Regions from separate parts of the Mus musculus genome. Here region 1 is linked to region 2. Evidence: chromatin contacts called from public promoter capture Hi-C data. All regions are on one chromosome and are shown on one strand. The core of a region is the stretch at or near the end of the contact, and the rest is flanking DNA. Distances in the headings are between cores, read along the strand shown. Region 1 holds the start of Rab11fip2 (RAB11 family interacting protein 2 (class I)). Region 2 holds the start of Trub1 (TruB pseudouridine (psi) synthase family member 1).

The links. Promoter capture Hi-C pulls out the DNA fragments that hold promoters and counts their contacts.
Region 1: a promoter capture Hi-C map of liver shows a contact between it and region 2, with 5 times the contacts expected there. The contact joins the promoter of Rab11fip2 here to the promoter of Trub1 in region 2.

What each region holds. Positions count from the first base shown.
Region 1 is chr19:59,940,839-59,946,377 of GRCm38.p6, forward strand. It overlaps Rab11fip2 (RAB11 family interacting protein 2 (class I)), which reads right to left and starts at 2,526. Exons shown (of 6, transcript NM_001033172.3): 1 at 1,810-2,526. The coding sequence starts at 2,162.
Region 2 is chr19:57,451,571-57,457,526 of GRCm38.p6, forward strand. Trub1 (TruB pseudouridine (psi) synthase family member 1) reads left to right here and starts at 1,336. Exons shown (of 8, transcript NM_028115.3): 1 at 1,336-1,626. The coding sequence starts at 1,377.

The DNA of each region.
Region 1 (5,539 bases), core at 1,276-3,775, 2.5 Mb after region 2:
CAGTTCCCATTTAGTCACCCGCACAAAACAATAAGGGTTTAATAACATGAAAATCTCTTTGTGTGCAGTAACATCGCAAACCCTGTTGATAGCATTTCAAAGCATCTCCCTTCCAAAAGCTGTCCTTGATTTTATAGACAGACTACACTGTTAGAGTATTGTTCATGGTCTAGTTTATTGTAACTGCAAAGCTGCCAAAGGCGGAAATAAAACAAGAAATTTTTAAAGGGCTACTTCGTTCTCAGCATCTTTGGATCTACACTTGGGCCTACTTAAATTTGGGAATTTACGTTCGAGTGGTCTGCAGTATATTACCATTAATATTAAAAGCACTTTTTAAAGCACGGCAAAAAATTTTGAAACTGTAGATGCTCAAAACCTCACAGTCAAAACACTTTAAAGGGTATACACTAGATCATTTCATAGTGACAATTTGGGACAAATTATTTGGTTATTATTCATTTTTTCATTTTAAATCTGATGAAGAATCCCTCAGAAGAAATAACATGCTATTAAGTATCAGGAAATTTAAAAATCATTAAATATACAACTTAAACTTCTTCTCCTCCCCCCATCCTCATTGAATATTTACCTATTTTTTTTCTTCTTGCATTTCTAGTATTTTTTCTTACATACACTAAATCTTAGGTAAAGACTTTATTCAAAACAAAAACAATTCTTATTAAATGAAGTTTGCTGGCAGGTTTTACAAAGGAAATAAAGACAGATAAAAGATCACTATACTTGTAAGAAATTAATGTGAGCTTAAAGTTATCATTGCAAAAATAGTGCTCTAAAGGGTAGGTAGATGAACATGCATCAGGACTGGGTTTTGTTCTTTTTTTTTTTTAAGCTACTTGGGAAAAGTGCAGTCCTCTGATGAGTTCCCTCAGCCCTCTTTTCACAAACTCCAGCCATCTCAATGAGCCTTCAGGCCCATTACAAGCTCTGCGTGTAAGGTAAGCGTGTACAAGCATGTAAGCTAAAAGCAGGACAGCAGACCTACCTTTCCAAAGATGCTACTTGTTTCAACTTAGCACATAACATCCTAGTGTTGATTTGAATTTTGATTTCTTAAATTAAGTATATCTAACTTAGGCTAGAAAGTTCAATTTCAAAAGCCATGTTTTCATCGAAGAAGTCATTAAATCACTGCATCACAAGACTGTAATCACTGTCTCTGATCTTACACAACAGCTTTGCTGAACTAATTCTTCAGTAAACAATAGCTCCACTATACTGTAAATTCAAAGGGAAAATGTCAGTGGGCTCAAGACTGAAGATGTCTGTGCAGACTTCCAAAACTTTTGTTCTTTTAACAACTTTCTACCCTATCAAGAAGTACTGACCCTGAAAACTGGTGGAGCAAAAATAAGGCCAACTGTTTCCAATGCTGAAATAAAGAGTTCTAAACCTAGTAACTTATCTTTTGACACCCTTTACTAGTAATTTATTTTTTTAACAGTGCTCAACAAACATAGACCTAATGGTACGCATATATTTAATTTTCTGGTTTTCTAGTTCATGCTCTAGGCCTCTTATAAAAAGTATTAAAACCCAGTGCAAAATATTCCACTAAGAGCTCTTAACCTCACACAGAAATGAGAAAAAAAAATGGTTTACTAATCACTCCATTAAAAAAAAAATCAGAGTAAAGGCTATTTCCCTTCAAAGTCATGCAAAGAGAAGTGCTTAATACTGGATCCTATTTCAATCCCAAAGACCAATGCCTCAAATATACTATGTTCAAGAACAGTAAATCCATATATCTTTAAGTACCCAAAATTCAAAATAAATTATATAACTTACTCTGTTTTCCTTCTTTGTTTGTCCTCAAAGATGTCATTGAGATTGATTGCCACCTGCCCTAAAAACTTATCCAGTCCCACCAGGGACCTGTGCATCACTATAAGAAAAAGAATGTATTTCTCCGGACTACCCTGCATGAGCAACCCAGGCAGCTCAAAGGAGGCCTCCTCCTTCCAGACCGGCTCCAGGGTTTTCTCTGCTACAGATGTAGAATACTTCTCTTTGCCCAACTGAATTATGGTGTATGTGTCATTGGTACCACTTTTGCCTTTTGGCTTCAGATCTTTAGCTTGGAGCACTGTGACCTGCACGTGGGTTGGAAACCACTTTTGGGCTTGCTCAGACAGCATCATTCTGGGTTTTTTGTTTTGTTTTGTTTTTCGGTTTTGTTTTTTGTTGTTGTTGTTTTGTTTTCTCTGCGCAGAGTTCAGAAGCGCAGGCAGAGCCCCTCCCGCGGGGAGAGCCCCGTACCCTGATCACTGCATCCTTAAGAGCACTTCAGTGAGCTGGGCAGTCAGGGCTGCCGCGAGGTCCCTAAGGGCTGCTGTCAGGAGGACCGGTAGGGAGGCCGCCGCCGCTGCTGGGGTCCCTTTCTTCCGTAGAAGCACAGGGGCCCACATCACCTCCGCGCCTTCCGGGCCTCCGCGCGCAGCCCCGCGCCCCGCTTCGCCGCTATCCTGAAACCTGCGCCCCTAGGGCCCGGCCTCCGCCCCGCGCGGCCCGGCTCCTCCTCCGACCCGGCTGATACGAACCGTCGACGGCCGTGGGGCCTGGCTCCCTCCGCCCGCCCGCGCGGCCTCGCCTCGGCTCCTCCCCCCCAAGAGTGGCGCAGGCCTGGGCGAGCGGGGCGGAAGCGGCCGACCTGGACCGGTGTCGGAGGGACGCGGAGCGCGGGTGGCAAACCGAGGCCGGGCGGTGTCACCGGGTGAGGCCTGGCCAGCAACCCGCGGCTCCTAGCGCCCGGCGCGCGGCGGCCGCGCCACTTCCGGGTTGGCCGTCTCCATGTTGAGTGGGGCTGCGCGAGGGGCGGGGCCGGGCGGGGTTGGGGGTCAGCGCCTCCCTGGTTGCCTTGACGACGGGGCGCGCGGTGCGGGACGCGGAGGCTGGGATGCGCGCGCTGGACGGTGGGTGCTGAGGTTCCAACCTGTCGGTTGCAGCGGGCTGGGGAACTGTGAGCCCGCAGAGGCCGACAAGGGGTTCTGGGAGGCGGCACTGGGCCCTATACACCGCCCGCTATTGGGAGAGAACCGGTTTCCATCTTGGAAGGCAGAAATCTGTTCCAGCTGTGTGTTCAGTCCTAGCTGGGCGCTGGTGTCCTTTAATGGTGGTAGTTCTTCTTGAGTGACAGTTCAGACTTCGTCCAACCGTTCTCCATCGTCTTGAAGAGGAAACCTTCAACTGACTAAAGGGACCTCCTCCTGAGCACAGACCAAAAGCAAAGGATGCAGATAGATTCCAAAGCTTAATAAAGATTCTCTTGCTTAATAAAGATTCCCTTGCTTAATAAAGATCATAGACGCTTTGGGATGGCGTCAGAAGACCAGGCCCCCATGCCTGCCACCATAATTCTACGGAACTATTTAGTCTTTTTTCCCCCTTTCTAAGTTGTGTGTATGGCGTCCAAGTCAAAAGCATTCCCTGAGCGCTCACTGTCAAGTCCTCCAGGAATCCAAACCCCAACTTCATGGCCAGAGAGGACAGGAGTACTGTCTCTGCTTTTCAGTCTCAGGAGATGCATACTACCTCTGTTGACTTTATTTCTGTCCATGTCTGCCTAGGAAAATTCTGAAGCTCTTTGGACTGCACTTCCTGGCAGCACATCCAACCTGCGGCCAACAATAGCTATGAATGAGGCCAAACCCAACCTTAAATGCTATGAGAGTATTTAACTGCATTGTGCTTTTCTTCAGGGAGAACTTTGCAGACAGACAACAGCTCTCCAAGCAATGTCAAAAGATTAGACATCCCTGAAGGACTTTAGAGAACTAAGCATTAAACAGACATGCTAACCAATCTGTTGACTGACTAAATGCTTTTCTCCCTTTATGGGACTAATTTTGAGAATAAATATGATAGATAGGAATGTGCTTTATCCAACTTAAAATGGTCATAAACTGTAAGGTATTGGGTTTATTATTATCGGGCAAGTTTTAGAACTTCTGTTATACAAGCTGAGTTTCCATCCCGGGGAGAGCTGAGTTTCCATCCCGGGGAGACAGTGTTTGAAAAGGCCATGTGTGCAAAGCAGAACAAAATCATCTCACTGTGCACATAGCATCTGGATCCCAGAGCGGGCAGTTGTCAACTCTAAAGAAAAAATATTTTCAGGGATTTGTAAAGAGTACATTGGAGCAGTCAGTGGTGGAATTTCACCAGCATCTCTAGAGAGAAATAATATGACACCTGAAACTTGTAGAGAAACAAAATAAGTGTTTTGACATCCAATTTAAGCCTAGTTTTATAAACTGCATTTCAAAGGTTTCACATTTCTATTAGAGGTTGTAATTAAACAATAGGCAATTATAATAATGGATTGTGTTTTTAAAGCACTTACAGTGTTTGCTAAGCTTTATTAATGGTTATAAACTTGTTTACAAGTATCATTCCCCTCATTGTTGAAATGCAGCCATTTCTAGGGTGGAAGTTGGCTACAGCAGTCCACAGCAACGCAATAACAGGCTCCAACACAATGCAGAAAATGCTCTAAATTCAAGCACTGACAATTGATATTGTCCTCTCTTTTATCACACCTACATTTGAGTTTTTTCAAAACTTAGCTAGAGCCAAAATTGTTTAATATTGCTGAGTAGCAAGATAGGAATTCGTGACATAATAGTTTTAAGTCTGAATAAGAAAATAGCATCTTTTTGCTCATGGGAACCAAATGAACACACAAACCATAAGAGCCAAAGAAAGTCTAGAATTGCATTATAAAAAAGAAGCAATTTCCTAGAGTGATTCCTTTTTATTGCATCACTACATTCAGAATATAAAAGCATGTCGGCTAAGCCAAGAATATGATTGGCTCATATGAAAAAATAATATTTATATAAGACCTGAGATCAAAGTGCTCTACTAAAGTGTTCAGGTTTTTGTAAGTTTTAAAAATGATTTTTACCACTTTTAAAGTGTATGTGTAGTTATTTTTAAAGTTGGGAAGATCATATGAGTGAATACAGAAAACCCCAAAATGGAAGACAGCTACTTATTTTTAAATTTCTTTTTCTTTTTTGTTATTAGTAATGATATGTCCAGAAATCTTTAATGCAATTCTAAAAACAAGGCAGTGGGGGTAAAGGACATATTTTAGAGGAGGAAAAGGTTGAGAATTCTGATTTTATATTGTAAACACTTGATTCGGTGAGAAAAATTTGACCAGAAAGTTAAAGTGATCACAATTGTCCACCACATGCACAGCTCACAAGATTCCATGGATGAAAACAGCAGGTACTGCGCCTTTCAAGACAGCTCCACAAGGGAGTTTATTCCTAGCACGTTGGAAGGCTTTCCCATTGAACATCCACATCTCTAAGCTCGCATCTTGTGGCTCTCCTGTAGGACAATTATGAACACTCAGTATTTAAATAGTCCACTGGGTCCAGCGTGTTAATGCTTTAGCATGCATTATGTAATGGGTGGTGTGTTAATTGTTTTCCAGATGGAGATGGAGACGCTAAAGAGAAGCAAAAACCTTTTCCAGGGTATTGTTAAGACCTTCAAACTTCAGATA
Region 2 (5,956 bases), core at 86-2,585:
GCATTCAAATCTATGAGGCTGTGGGGACCATTCCTATCCAAATCACCACACAGTTAGAGAACAGAGAACATAGATTAGAGGGTAGCAGAAAAGAGATATGGTGGGGGTGGGGGAGAGGGAAGGAGAGATGGCAGACTGTCTTAGTCAGTCTGAAATATAATATTAAATAAAATGACCTGTGAGTTAAAGGCTTGTCCAATGTGTAAGATGTTGGCTACTTTAGGAAATTAGAGCTTGATTTTTCTAATGCCCAGAATACTCTATCTGTAATGATTCCTCTGACATACATTTGTTGCGTGAATGGTAGACGTGTAACTGGCATCCCCTGACTGGGATCATTAGGCAATGAGGCATCATTAGGGAAGAATGTTAGCCTGGCAGAGCACTATGAGAAAGAATGGCTGTAAGGCAATGTGGGGAAACAAAGAAGACAAAGTGGCTATCCCATAATAACCACACTTCCATTTAATGCATTTGGGGAAGAAGTAAAAGGATTTTTTTTTCCTCTCTTAGAGGGACAGCCTAATGCGAGGTCTGCAAAGAGTTTAAATATTAATTTAAACCATAGGCGTTTTTGTTGTTTTGGGTTTTACTTGTTTGTTTGTTGAGATAAGGTCTCAGTATGTTACCCTGGGTGGCCCGGAACTCACAGAAATCCACCTGCCTCTGACTTCTAAATGCTGGGATTAAAGGCATTCACTGTAGGGGGCTAGGGGGAATTTATGCTAGAGTGAGTTGGTAAATCCTGATCGGACACATTAGTCAAACAATGAATTTTGATTGTTGGTCCTTGATGTTTTGTCTCAGGAATGAGACAGTGGCCAAATAACTGAATGGACCTTGGGGCTAGCTTTAGGAATGTAACCTACAGTTTAGCAGGGGAGAAGGAAAAGGGGAAGAAGAGTAAAGCCTGTTGGTGCCATGTTTGCCATGCCTGTTAGAGAGCCCTTCATGCACCACCACGAATGGATCAACCATATATAGTTTTTGATTCCTATAAAGGAATAGAAACTCCAAAAGAACATTAACATTTTTTTTAGAACTGTCAAAAACTGCAGTCAAAAATTCAAAATTCATACACACACACACACACACACACACACATGCAGGTTATGGGGGGGCGGTACAGAAAGGAAGTGACTCTACCTCAAATACACAAATTAGGTGTTTGCGTTGGATAGTTTACAGCGGCAACTCCAATGTACCTCTTCACGACTAAGAGCATTTGGTAACAGAGATATTAAAGGTTCCAGCAGAACTCCGAGATGCCAGAGCAAGCCATTGGCCTATACCGAGCCTATGGACTACAATTCCCAGAAGGCCTTGCAACACATCGGTGTCATCTCTGCTCGCCTCTTGGCCCAGGCCGTGAAAGCATGGCAGCTGCAGAGGCAGAGGTGGTTTCACCTCTGATTGTGGACACAGCTCCTGACACTTCAGGAACAGCCGAGGCCTCTGTAGCAGCATCGGTGGCGGAAGCGGCCAGGACTGAATCGCAAGCCCCGGCCTCCAAGGCCGCCCTGGCTGCTAAGCTCATGTCGCTGAGCGGCGTGTTCGCCGTGCACAAGCCCAAAGGGCCCACTTCAGCCGAGCTGCTGAACCGGCTGAAGGAGAAGCTGCTGGCAGGTACTGCCGCCCGGGTAGGGACCAGGCTGAGGAGTTCTCCACCACACTGGGATTTTTATCTCTAGTCTTTCTTCTTTTACTTACTGACTTACTTTGTGCGTCTGTGGCTCAAGATAGAAAGAGTGACCACCGAATTAACTCTGGACGAAAACCCAGGGCATCTTAGGCTTGGACTTACCCAAGTGCACACTCTTTCAACAGTGGCCCTTTGAGCTTCTCACGGGAAGTACGTGTAGAGTTGGGGGACCAGTCTGCATATACAGGTTTTCACCCTGGTGGCTGCAGCCCAGTTTTCTGTAGTTTGATCCCTCCCAGGGTTTTTGTTTAACTCTTGCGAATGAGTACCACCAGAGGAAATGCAGGCTCTCTACCCCTAAGTTGCAAACTTAAAAGTTTATTTGAAAAGCACATAGGCTGAGTTAGCTAGGATTTAGAAAGGACACCACTTTCACCTTTTAGTGGGCACGGTGATTCGTCTTCTATACAAATGCAGGTTCCTGATCCCCACACTTGCAGACCCTGAAAGTCTGAAGATCTGGGATTATTTTGGAAATTGTGCTCTATTGCTTCAGATTGTGCTTTCTTTCTTCTTCTTTTTTTAATGTAGTATTTTTTGAGGAACATTAAAATAGAAGATGGCCATTTTTCTAACCATTCTTCCTCTTGATCATTTATAACAGGAGCATTAAAAAGCCAAAACCCTTTAGTTTTGTTTTGCGTGTGAATGTGTATGCAGTGTGAGTGTGTGTTTGTAGGTGAGAGGTGATGTTGGCCATCTTCAGACATGGCTTTCCATCTTGTGTATTGAGCCAGAGTACCTCACTTGAACCTAGATCCTGCCAATTAGGCAAGTCTGCCTACTCAGCTTGTTTTAGGGACAACTGGCTAGGAATCAGGGTAGCATTCAGTGTCACCCTCGTGTTTATAGGGGTGCTGGAGATCCAAGCTCTGGTCCTCACTATTGCTTGGCGAGCACTTTACCCTGTGAACAGTCCCCACGGAGCCTTTCTTTTACTGGATTCTCATGTTAAGCTGCATCTGTGGAATCCTATAGGGACATAGGATGAACAGTGGCCGCCTCTTCCCTTAAGTCGGCTTACAGTCTTGTGATCTCTGCAGTTCCAGATTCTCCAGAGCTTCAGCTTAGCTTGTCTTGTTACAGGTACAGAGAAACCTCTCACAGTGCTCAGTGTCACCTGGAAGACTTAATCTAGTTTTGTTTGTTTGTTTTGAGATAGGTTTGCCTTGAGCTCAACTCAGTGATCCTCCTGCCTGAGCTCCTGAATGTGAGACTTACAGATGGGCACCTCCATTCTGATTTAAATTTTCTCTTTTAGCCAGGAGCCAAACTATTCTGATAAAAACTTTGCTAATTTAAATGTTTATTGAACAGATACACACATTCTTCCGGATGCTAAACAATGGTGTTATACTTGCTCATTTGTGCTCATCGTTAAGTGTGGTGGCTAACTTTGATTGCCACCCCAATATCATCTAGAATTCCCAGTTTCAGTAAGGGATAGGGAACATCTATATTGGGTTGGCTTGTGGCCATGTCTGTGAGGGATTGTTTTAATTAAGCTCATTGAGAGAGGAAGACGCGGCCTGCTGTGGGTGGCACCCTCCCCTAGACAGGGCATTTGAACTGTGTGAGAACTGGAGCTGGACACAAGTGTGTGAGCCTTCGTTCTCATCTCATCCTGACTGTGGATGTGGTAGAGAGTAAGCTGGAATTCTGAGCTAAAATAGACTCTCGTGAGTTACCTTTTGAGGGTATTTTATTACAGCGTTAATGACACTAGCGCATCGGATTTTAGGGGACATTGAACTGAGGACTTGCATCAAAAGGAATCATTGTGATGGGGTATTTGTTTGTTTGTTGTTTTTTTCTTTCACAGATATGTTGCTTTCGTTTGTCCTGATTTGTTAGTAAACTGGCTTTTTGTACCAAAGATTACGGTTCTTAAAGAAGCTTTTCATAGCATCAAAACGCTGAAGTTTCTTGGTTGCACTTTGTTGGGACTGATTGCTTCAAGGCTGTCACTAGGCTGGTTTCTGCAGAGCACCCACTGATATGCTGAAGTCTTCCTCTCCTAACAGTGCCTGTGATTCCGTATTCATATTAGCTAAGCGAGCTTCCTAGCCCAGTGCCTGTGATTGGGTGATTCCGTATTCCCTATTAGCGAACTCAGACTTCCCCAGTGCCTGTGATTGGTCGATTCTGTATTCATATTAGCTAAGCGAGCTTCCCACTGGGGAAGTGTCTGTGATTGGTCAATTCCGTATTCATATTAGCTAAGCGAGTTTCCCCAGTGCCTGTGACTGGGTAATTCCGTATTCCCTATTAGCGAACTCAGGCTTCCCCAGTGCCTGTGATTGGTCGATTCTGTATTCATATTAGCTAAGCGAGCTTCCCCAATGCCTGTGATTGGTCGATTCCGTATTCATATTAGCTAAGCGAGTTTCCCCAGTGCCTGCGATTGGGTAATTCCGTATTCCCTATTAGCGAACTCAGGCTTCCCCAGTGCCTGTGATTGGTCGATTCCGTATTCATATTAGCTAAGAGAGTTTCCCCAGTGCCTGCGATTGGGTAATTCCGTATTCCCTAGTAGCGAACTCAGGCTTCCCCAGTGCCTGTGTTTGGTTGATTCCGTATTCATACTAGCTAATTGAGCTTTCCCAGTCCCAGGCTAAGCACCTGTCAGAATCGCCCTGCAAGATTCTAAAAGATAGCATTCTGTTCTATCCAGGTTTGACAACCACTGATTCGCTCAGCCAGGAGGCATAGCCTCTTCAAAAACATTCCTTGCCCGTCCTTACATTGATTTCCCCCGTTGTAGAATCTCTTCTCCGTGACTTTGAACCTTTCAAGGCCTGAAGCATGCTAGGTTTTTATAGGTAGAAAGGACCTTAAATGGTCATCCATAAACAGCCATCTGAGTATTCGATTCAAGAGTGAACACAATTTCAACAGTGTGAATGAGTTAGAGACAAGATGACTGAATTTATGAGACCTTTATACTAAGGCATATCAAGTTAAAAACTCGGAGTTCCCCAGTGTACTTTTGTAAGTTCACTGACAGAGATCCATGATACATTGCAAGTGGAAGGTGAAGTGTTTGAAGTCCAGGCCCACGGTGCTGGGATCTCGTTCCTCCAAGTTTGGTGATGTTAGAGTCCAAGTGTACACCCGATCTTAAGGCTCTGAACCACTGGCATGGTAGTCAGGCTGTGAGGTTGAGCGGCCCAGCACAGCCATCTGAATGTTCTGTTGTAAAGATTTATTTATTTATTTTATCTATGTGAGTACACTGTTGCTGTCTTCAGACACACCAGAAGGAGGCAGTGCAGATGGTTGTGAGCCCCCATGTGGTTGCTGGGAATTGAACTCAGGCTCCCCGGAAGAGCAGTCAGTGCTACTTATTAACCTCTGAGCCATCTCTCCAGCCCCGTCTGAGAGTTTAAGCTGGCTTCTGTCTCTGCCCTGCCCTCTTTTCATTGTGTGCTGTTTTCTGTCTCCTGGTGTCAATAGTTTTAAAGTAGGTTTAACAGGCTGAGGGTCAGGGGATTGCTGTGACAGGTGTCGTATAGCTCGTCTGTAATGATGGAGATGTGATGTAAGCAGTGTTGGAATCCTCTCTTTCTTTATTAAATGCTTCAGAAGTCAAGTGGTAACTAACAGCTCTGAGCTGACACTTAAGCTCTTGTTGAGATTAGCGTCTTTAATGAATTGAAAGTTTTGATCATGTGGACAAGTAGTAAAACTAGCTGAGGACTAGGTGTAGATAGAAATAGCCCTGTATGAGATGTGCTCCCAGTTAGTAGACGCCAGGGAGGGACAGAAGAAATCACAGACATTTAGAGACTGTAGCTGAGGTCTCTTAAAACTAGCTGCATATGCCAAAGCTAACTTTTTTGTTACTTTCTAACTATTGATATATCACTAGAAGTCACCCAGTTAGCTTAAATATTGACTTAGACTTTTGTTTTTCTTGGGGCTGGAAAGATGGCTCCACAGATAAGGACATTGGGCTGATATTCCAGAGGTCCCAGGTTCAATTCGCAGCATCCACTTGGTGTCTCATGTCCATCTAGAACTCTAGTTCCCAGGACTCTGCTGCCCTCTTCTGGCCTCCTTAGACACTGCATGTACATGGTTTACAGATATACATGTAACGAGATTGTCTATACACATCTAGATATAGATAGATCCACACACATATAGATGGATACATACATACATACATACATACATACATACCTAATTGTTTCTCTTAAAATGAGTTCAGTTTCTATTTCACTAATTTTGAAATACTGTTCTTTTGTAATT